2 separate regions of the Mus musculus genome follow, and region 2 is linked to region 1. Evidence: chromatin contacts called from public promoter capture Hi-C data. All regions are on one chromosome and are shown on one strand. The core of a region is the stretch at or near the end of the contact, and the rest is flanking DNA. Distances in the headings are between cores, read along the strand shown. Region 1 overlaps Cdc42bpa (CDC42 binding protein kinase alpha). Region 2 holds the start of Coq8a (coenzyme Q8A).

What was found. Promoter capture Hi-C pulls out the DNA fragments that hold promoters and counts their contacts.
Region 2: a promoter capture Hi-C map of liver shows a contact between it and region 1, with 2.3 times the contacts expected there. The contact joins the promoter of Coq8a here to the enhancer-like site in region 1. A contact is called at or near these places in 10 of 39 promoter capture datasets (3T3-L1-derived adipocytes, embryonic stem cells, fetal liver and 7 more), 1 of 484 Hi-C or Micro-C datasets (nephron progenitors), 1 of 115 datasets of contacts at active chromatin or transcription factors (pancreatic cancer cells) and 1 of 9 other capture datasets (pancreatic islet).

What each region holds. Positions count from the first base shown.
Region 1 is chr1:179,989,697-179,993,884 of GRCm38.p6, reverse strand. The region is part of intron 1 of Cdc42bpa (CDC42 binding protein kinase alpha); the gene reads right to left. Among named protein-coding and RNA genes, the nearest start is that of Cdc42bpa, 31 kb to the right of the region's middle. Within about 2 kb of position 1,809, at least 17 of the 459 cell types and tissues checked have an H3K27ac peak or open chromatin away from gene starts, as enhancers often do. A contact at or near this core is called in liver and pancreatic islet, where this site is marked.
Region 2 is chr1:180,194,090-180,198,277 of GRCm38.p6, reverse strand. It overlaps Coq8a (coenzyme Q8A), which reads left to right and starts at 2,258. Exons shown (of 15, transcript NM_023341.3): 1 at 2,258-2,405.

The sequences.
Region 1 (4,188 bases), core at 560-3,059:
TATAAGCTAGCCTTTGACTATATAAGAAGAGAGTTTCAGTTAAACCAGGTTTACATAGTAAGACCCAGTCTTAAAACAAATAAAAATTATAAAGCAGTTAGGGAACAAATTTAACAAAGGAGGCGAAACCTTTATATACTGAAAGTATAAAATGGTGCTTTAAAAAAATTTAGATGCAGCTTAAATGAACAGAAAGATATTCCATGTTCTAAACTGTGAAGATTTAATACTGCTAAGATGACAATTATATCCAAGCAACCGTCTGAGTCAGGAAAATCCTCACAAACTGTAGTAGAGCTTTTAGTAAAAATAGAAAACATATCCTAAAACTCATATGAAATCTCAGTACAGACTGAATAGCCACAACAATCTGTAAGTGAGAGAAACGTGCCTCACATCCTAATTGTAAGACTAACTACAATAATCAAAACAGTACAGTTCTGGTATAATGACTTATGGATCAACAGAATAAATCAAAATATTCAGAAACACACCTATGTGTTCAATTGGTTTTAGAATGGGTGTCAGGACAATCCAACAAGAAAACAAAAATCAAGACAACTGGGCATATGTGTACACTCGTGACAATAGTAATAAAGATGTTTAAATAACGTGGAGAATGATTGAAGATGATGCTTGCCATCAACCTCTGATCTCCATGTGTGCCTGTGCACATGCTCGCACATGTGTGCACATGCACATAGACACACACATAATGATCTTGGTCCTTACTTTGTATCACACACAAAACTAACTTGAAATTAGTCAAACACCTAAAAGTAAAAGGCACGGAGCAAGGTAGGTGGAGAGGTGAAGAGGATCTAAGAGGAGATGGGGAATGGGAGGCGTGTGATCAGAATATACTGAATGAAATCAATGTTTTAATTAAATAAAGAAAAATTTTAAGAAGGTGAAGTTATAACAGTCTTAGAAGAAAACACATGAGAAAATCTGTATGGCATCAGATATGGCAATGATTTCTGATATATGAAACAAAATATGCCAGCAAAAATAATAGATAAACTGCATCTCGTCAAAATGTAAACTTTTATTTAAGACACTATTAAGACACTGTCAGGATAGAGGAGAAAAGGCCCAAAGAATAACAAAAACATTCGCAAGATATACATCAAATAAAGGATTAATACTAGAAGATATGAAAACACAACAAAAAACATCCAATCCAAAACCTGGCAAAGTTTGAATAACACTTCACCAACAAGATATATAAATAGCCAACAAACCAATGTAAAGATCACCACCACTAATCATTAGAGAAATGCAAACCTAAGCACAACGAGTTATCACTGCACACTCTATTTTTTAAATAATTAAATAAAGCTAAATCAAAACAACAAATGTTGGCAAGGATGTGGGAAAATCAGAATGTTTGCACATTGCTTGTAGGGCTACCTAGGGTTCTGCTGCCTTGAAAACACAGATGGTTCATCAAAGAAAGCTAAAAATAGGTTTACTGTAGGACCCAACAATTCTACTTCTAGATACCCAAACAACTCAAAGAAGAATTCAAACTACCTGCTCATCAGTGCTCACTACATTATTATTCAACAGCCAAAAGGTGGAAACAATCCAAATGTCTATCAACAAATTAATGCAGTAAGAAATGTAGAATAATACACACAGTAAAATTATCATCCAACCTTAAAATGAAAGAAAAATCTGATACATACTACAATATAGCTGAATCTTGAAAACATTTTAAGTAAAATAAGCCAGATATGCTATACTGTGTGGTTTAATTTTTATGAACTACTCAGAACAGGAAGCTGCATAGAGACTGAGAACAGAGTCCACCACCAGGAGCGAAGAGCAGGAGAAGCACAGCCACGGAGTGACCACTGGATTTCTGTTTGGATAATGACGCAGTTTTCGAGATAAGATCGCAATAATGGTTTTACACTGTCATAAATATAATGCTTCTGAAATGTACATTTAAAAATAGTTAGAGCAGAGCCCAGGCACTTGTAATCCCAGTGTTTACGAAGTAGAAGCAGGAGCACCAGGAACTCAACACCATCCTCAGCTGCACAGCAAGCCTGAGGTCTGCTTGTGCTGCCTGAGCCTCTGTCTCCATACATACCACCAACCATTTAAAAGGGGTGTATATACATTTTATAACTTTTAGATTCTTAAGATATCAAAGCCATTGAATTATAAATTTCAAATAGACTAACTTGTCATCTATAAACCAAACATCAATAAAACTTTTCAAAAAAAACAAAAACAAAAAAAAAACAAAAATGGGTTAAATGTTTAAAATAAAACTATAAACAAGTCTGTTAAGGCAAACTGGCCTACACAGACTTCTTGGAATTTCTGGTAATAAGGAACAAAGACTAAGATGTGTCTATAGATGGTTATATAGTTACCTTGCCATAATAAACGACTCTTGACAATAGGAAGAAAACCAACAAGAACGCAGCTGAGAGTTATAAAACCACTGGGCAATCCAATCACGATGTGTAGAGGAATTACAGAGACTCACTGTGATGTTACAGGTGAGAGTTATTATTATTATTATTATTATTATTATTATTACGTATTTTCCTCAATTACATTTCCAATGCTATCCCCAAAGTCCCCCATACCCCCCACTTCCCTACCCACCCATTCCCATTTTTTTGGCCCTGGTGTTCCCCTGTACAGGTGAGAGTTTTGAGACTCAGTAGTAGAGCTGTAAGGCAGACATGTCTATTACCTGAATGTTTCCTATCTCGCCACTACATTTGAAAAAACTGACTAGATTCAATTCACTTCTAAAAGCTTGTCAGCAATATTTAACAAAAATGTATTATACAAAATTTTTAAGTTTTTTTAATTTTATTTTATTTGTTATTCATTTTTTACACTCCATATTCCATTCCCCACCCCTCCCCATCCACCCTCCCACTGCTCCACATCCCACACCTCCCCACCCCCACCCAGCCCCACCTAAGCTCTAAACTCCCTGAGGCCTCCAGTCTTTAGAGGGTTAGGTGCATCATCTCTGAATGAACACAGACCTGGAAGTCCTCTACTGTATGTGTGTTGGGGGCCTCATATCAGCTGGTGTATGATGTCTGTTTGGTGGTCCAGTGTTGAAAGATCTCGGGAATCCAGATTAATTGAGACTGCTGATCCTCCTACAGAATCGCCCTTCTCCTCAGCTTCTTACAGCCTTTCCTAATTCCACAACAGGGGTCAGCTGCTTCTGTCCATTGGTAGAGTGTAAATAACTACATCCGACACTTCCAGCTGCTTGTTGGGTCCTTTGGAGGGCAGTCATGGTAGATCCCTTTTTGTGAGCGTTCCATAGGCTCAGTAGTAGTGTCAGGCCCTGGGACCTCCCCTTGAGCTGGATCCCACTTTGGGCCTGTCGCTGGACCTTCTTTTCCTCAGGCTCCTCTCCATTTCTATCCCAGTAATTCTTTCAGACAGAAACAATTATGGATCAGAGGTGTGACTGTGGGATGGCAACCCCATCTCTCACTTGATACTGTCTTCCTGCTGGAGGTGGGCTCTATAAATTCCTTCTCCCTATGAGTCCTGGAGTCTCTCACCTCCCAGGTCTCTGGTGCATTCTGGGGGTCCCTGAAAACTCCTATTTCCTGAGGTTGCCTGTTTATATTCTTTCTGCTGGCCCTCAGGGCTTCAATCCTTTTCCCTCATCCAATAGCAAGTCAGGTTCCCCTCTTCCCCCTCTCCTACCCCCACCCTGGACCCCCTCCCCACCCCATGTCCACTTTCCCTCCCAGGTCCCTCCCTCTCTCCCCACTTGTGATTGCTTTCTTTTCTCTCCCAAGTGTGATTGAGGCGTCCTCACTTGGGCACTTCAATTTGTTGAGCTTTTTTAATTCTGTGGAGTGTATATCTTATGTTTTCTGTATGGGCTTTTTCTTTTCTTTTCTTTTCTTTCTTTCTTTTTTTTTTGGGGGGGGGGCTAATATCCACTTATTAGTGACTACATACCATGCATGTTCTATTGGGTCTGAGTTACCTCACTCAGAATGATATTTTCTAGTTCCATCCATTTGCCTGCAAAAGTCAGGATGTCCTCGTTCTTAATAGCTGAGTAGTATTCCATTGTGTAAATGAACCACATTTTCTGTATCCATTCTTCTGTCATGGGACATCTAGGTCGTTTCCAGCTTCTGGCTATCACAAATAAGGCTGCTATGAACTTCGTGG
Region 2 (4,188 bases), core at 1,009-3,508, 200 kb before region 1:
TGACTGACATGTCCACATATGCTTGTGCTTGGGCCATGCTACGGTCAGGAAGAACTGGCGGAGGCCCTTAGCCTTCACCTCTGAGTGCCCCAGAGATTGTGCAAGCAGGAAGTTTAGGTTAAGGTAGAGTTGTCAACCTTTTGGCTGAGTGTTGAAGGCAGGCCCCAACAAGCAACCAGTGGTATGAGGCAGGTAACTTGCTGGTTCCAGGCATTTAGGAAAATCTGTGTCCATCCTCTTACCTGATCAGTAAGCCAAGTAGATGTGTTAATAGTCACACACATAATACACACACACACACACACACACACACACACACCCCACAGACTTCCCATATTAGTTTTGAAAAGTTACTAAACAACAATTATAAGGGCTCCTGGGGAGAATCTGATTTCCAAAGATGCCATGTTGTGTTAAGATAGCCAGATTTTAACAGCAGTACAAGACACACAGAGCTACAGTAATAAACACAGAGGAAATAAAAAAAGATCCTGGGCTAACTATCTAGGCAAAACCCTTAGATCATCTATTTCAAAAACATTCAAAGAACTGATCGGAAGCATGTCTAAAAAATAAACCAAGACAAAAGTAGGAGAATGATGTGCCCCAAAATAGAGACACAAGGAAACAATAAGAATAATAAGATGTGTTGGGGTTGAAACCCACGGTGAGTGAAGTGACTAGTTTACCTGTGGAGCCGAGCAGGCTGGGGAAAGACCACCCCTGGAAATAAGTCCATGGACATTATCCCAGCTTGGAAAAGAAGGAAAATGAATAGAGCGTCAACCCCAGGGACTAACACCAAGGATAGGAGTACAGACAGTGGGAGTCTTGGAGAAATAAGCCTGGGCAGAGAGACTCAAGAAATAATGGCAGAGCCCATCTCAGTTTTGATCAGACTAGCAATCTGCATGCTTAAAGCCTGTATTTTAAACAGAAAAGCCTTAGCTTTCTATAATGCAGCAAAATACTCAAGATAACCAACTTAGAAATAGGAAAGATTTATTTAGGCCTTGGTCCATTGGGCTGTGACTTTGGGGTCTCTCATGAAGCAGCAAGTCATGGTAGGATGGTGTAGTGGGCAGAGCTGCTCACCTCATGGTAGCTGTTGGCTTCTCATGGGAGCAGAGAAGGCTCCCAGGTCCTAATATTCCCTATAAAGTCACAACCTCAGTGATGTGACTTTCTTTCATCAGGCCATACTTCCTAAATGTTTGACAGCCTCCCTATGCCTACTTCCCTTTGGGACCAAAGTGGTCTTTGAGGAAAAAATATTCAAGATCCGAACTATCGAAGCCTTATTAGATTGATTTTGTGGAGAAGGATGGAAAAAGAAGTGGAGACAGTAAGCATAGAGAATACTTTCAGAGTTTTTGTTTTGTTTTGTTTGAAACATGGTCCAAATCATATCAATCTGTCGAAAAACGGAAAATAAACCATGGGAGAAGCGAGCGATTGTCTTAGGTTCGTTAGAGGGAAGCTGGCCTAGCATTGCTGGGCGAAAGGGCTGAGCTGGCACGGAAGCATCTTGGAAAGGCCCCAAGGCTAGGTATTTTCTCCCATTTGGTACAAAGGTGGCATGGACCTGTCGCAACCCTATCTTTTCTGGGTCAGCAGTCCCTTAGGGATGTTGTGGGTCAATGTTGTGTGTGTTGAGTGCACTCCTCAGGGCTGTTTTTCACCTTGGAAAAGGATTGTTTTTTTATTGGCGCTCATAATAAGCAAGCACAATTAGTCTAAATACAGAGCTGAAGGGTATAGAACTTTGGTGTCAGCGCCATAACACTTCCCTAGGCCAAGTGCTTTTGGAGGAACCCAGGCAGAAGCCTCATCACATGGCAAAAAACCAAACCAAACCAAACCAAACCAAAAAACCAACCCGGGCCTAGTCTAGGTCCTGGGGCGGGGGCCTGGGGGGTTCCTCTGTGGTCCCATCAAAACTTCTGAGGTCTTCCCGGCCCGACCCCTAGGAAGCTGAGCTAGCGTCGGTACCCAGGCGACCCTCACGTGGCTGCCAGGTGAACGCTTGTCAATCTTCAGAACGCAGGCGCAGAACAACTGCAGGCTTTTTTCCCTGCCCGGGAGAAAAGACAGCTAACAGGCAGATTAGGGACCGCGGCCTTCAAGGGCGGCCTCTCATTGGTTGCTTTTATTCCACCCTCAGTCCCTATTGGCTGTGAGCTGCGCACGCGGTAAGCACGCTCCCACTGCGTCCTGTGGCATCGGGGCAGCTAACAAACAGCGGCTCAGCCAATGGGAGGGCTCGGAGGCGGGGCAAGCGGAGCGCGGCGTGCGCACCCGGGCTAGAAGGTAAACAGAAGCGGAGAGTGTGCGGAGCGCTCGCAGCGGGGCGAGCGCGCGGAGGCGTTGCGTTGCGGACGGAGGAGCTACCTTCCTGCAGCCCGGTAAGGCTGTCGCCTGCCGGCCCGCTGCTAACCTCAGCACCCCGGGGTCCCTTCTTATACTTTCAAGTGACAGTGCGGCCTGCGTACGGTGCAGCCCTTTCCCGACCCGGGTCTGGCTCAGCGAGCAGAGGGTTGCTTGTGGCCTCTGCGTCGTCCACGCACGTGGCTGCCTTTCTCCCAATAATGTTCTGAACTCTCAGACCCTCGAACTGTGTGCTCTGGCTGCAGTTTGTGTCAGAACTACAACTTCTAAGCCCGAGCCAGCTGTTGGGTTTCACGGCTGGGGTGAAGTCTGGGAAGAAGTCCCTTCCTTGTTCCTTTTTCTTCGTTTCTTTTTGGTCCGTCCTCTTGTTTTTCCCAGACACTGATGGCCACACTACCAGTTTTGACAGCTCCTGCACTCTCTTGCACAGAAGCTGTCACATAACTCAACCAAGCCACCTTCAGAGTGTGAGGGGACAGAGGGAGAACGCTGTAGGGGCGGGTCTGGGTTCTGGGACCCTTCATTGGCTAGGCAGCCTGAAGGGGCAGAGGCTGTGTGCAGACATCCAATCTGGGTTGGGCTTGCAGCACTGTAGAAAATTGATTTAGGCTCACTTGGACTTGGTGTCTGTGGAACGGGACTCTGGAGCTGGGGTGTGTCAGGCCAACCTTCTTGCCGGAGGATTTGGACTAGTGATCATGACAGACATCCAGTTGTGCTGTGGCTGGCGGCCATGCTGGCAGGGAGGTTGTTGGGAAACATTTGGAGTGAGGAAGGCACTTCTGAGAAGAGGCTAGAGGGGTTTGTTGGCTTACAAGAGCAGTGTCTGTACGACTCCGAGGGTAGCTTTGGATGCTATATTTAGCCTTGTGAATAATGAAGACAGCTGAATTGTGACCACTTGTGGACCAGGTGACACAAAGCAAAAGCGAGGCAGGCAATCTGTGCATTCTCTGAGCTAATGAACCACCTGAGACAGAACTTCCCAACTCCAGACTATTAACATGTTGGACCTAATCTTGTTTACTGTGCCTGCTTATCTTATGCAGGGTGTGTAGCTGAATCCCTGGCTTGTACTACTAGACAAATAGTGACACCCCCACGGCCACCCAATCCCACCAATTGTGACAACTGAAAATGTCCCCTGACATTGCAAAATACCCCCAAGAGCAAATTTGGTTGAGAACTATGCAGGCAGGACTCTAGACAGGGTCACCCCATGCTGCCAGGACCTCTGTGCAACTTGCCCACAAGTAGTTGGGAAGTTTAAGACAGTGTTACAGTCACTGCTGTAAACAAATGGTGGAAGGCATTCGGTGGGGGCTTTAAAGGTGAAACCCTGAGTGCACTGGGTGGTAGGGGTGAAACATTCTGAGGGAGACTTGGCGGCTGAAACCCTGGGCCTTTGTGCCTGATGAATGTGACTAAGTAGGCACAAATTATGAAGATGTGGAAAACTGGTAGTTTCTGCCCCTAGGAACATTGGGAGCCTTGGCGGGTTAGCACAGGGAACCACCATAGGATGGTTCTTCAACGGTGAGCAAACAAGTGGGCGCTAAATGCTGGCTAAGAGACTTTCTGAGGGCGCACTGTTCTTATCCACGCAGTTTGCTTAGCCATGTGCGTGTGTTGTAATGTGGAAGGAGAGCATGCCTGTGTCTGCAGGGAGTGTCTGGCTGCACACCACACGTATACATGCACACACATGCAGGTGTTTCCGTGCAGTGTCTGCACACACGCAGTTTGCAGAATGCATTTGTTGTTGATTAGCACCAGAAACCATGGTCCAGTTCTTCTTTT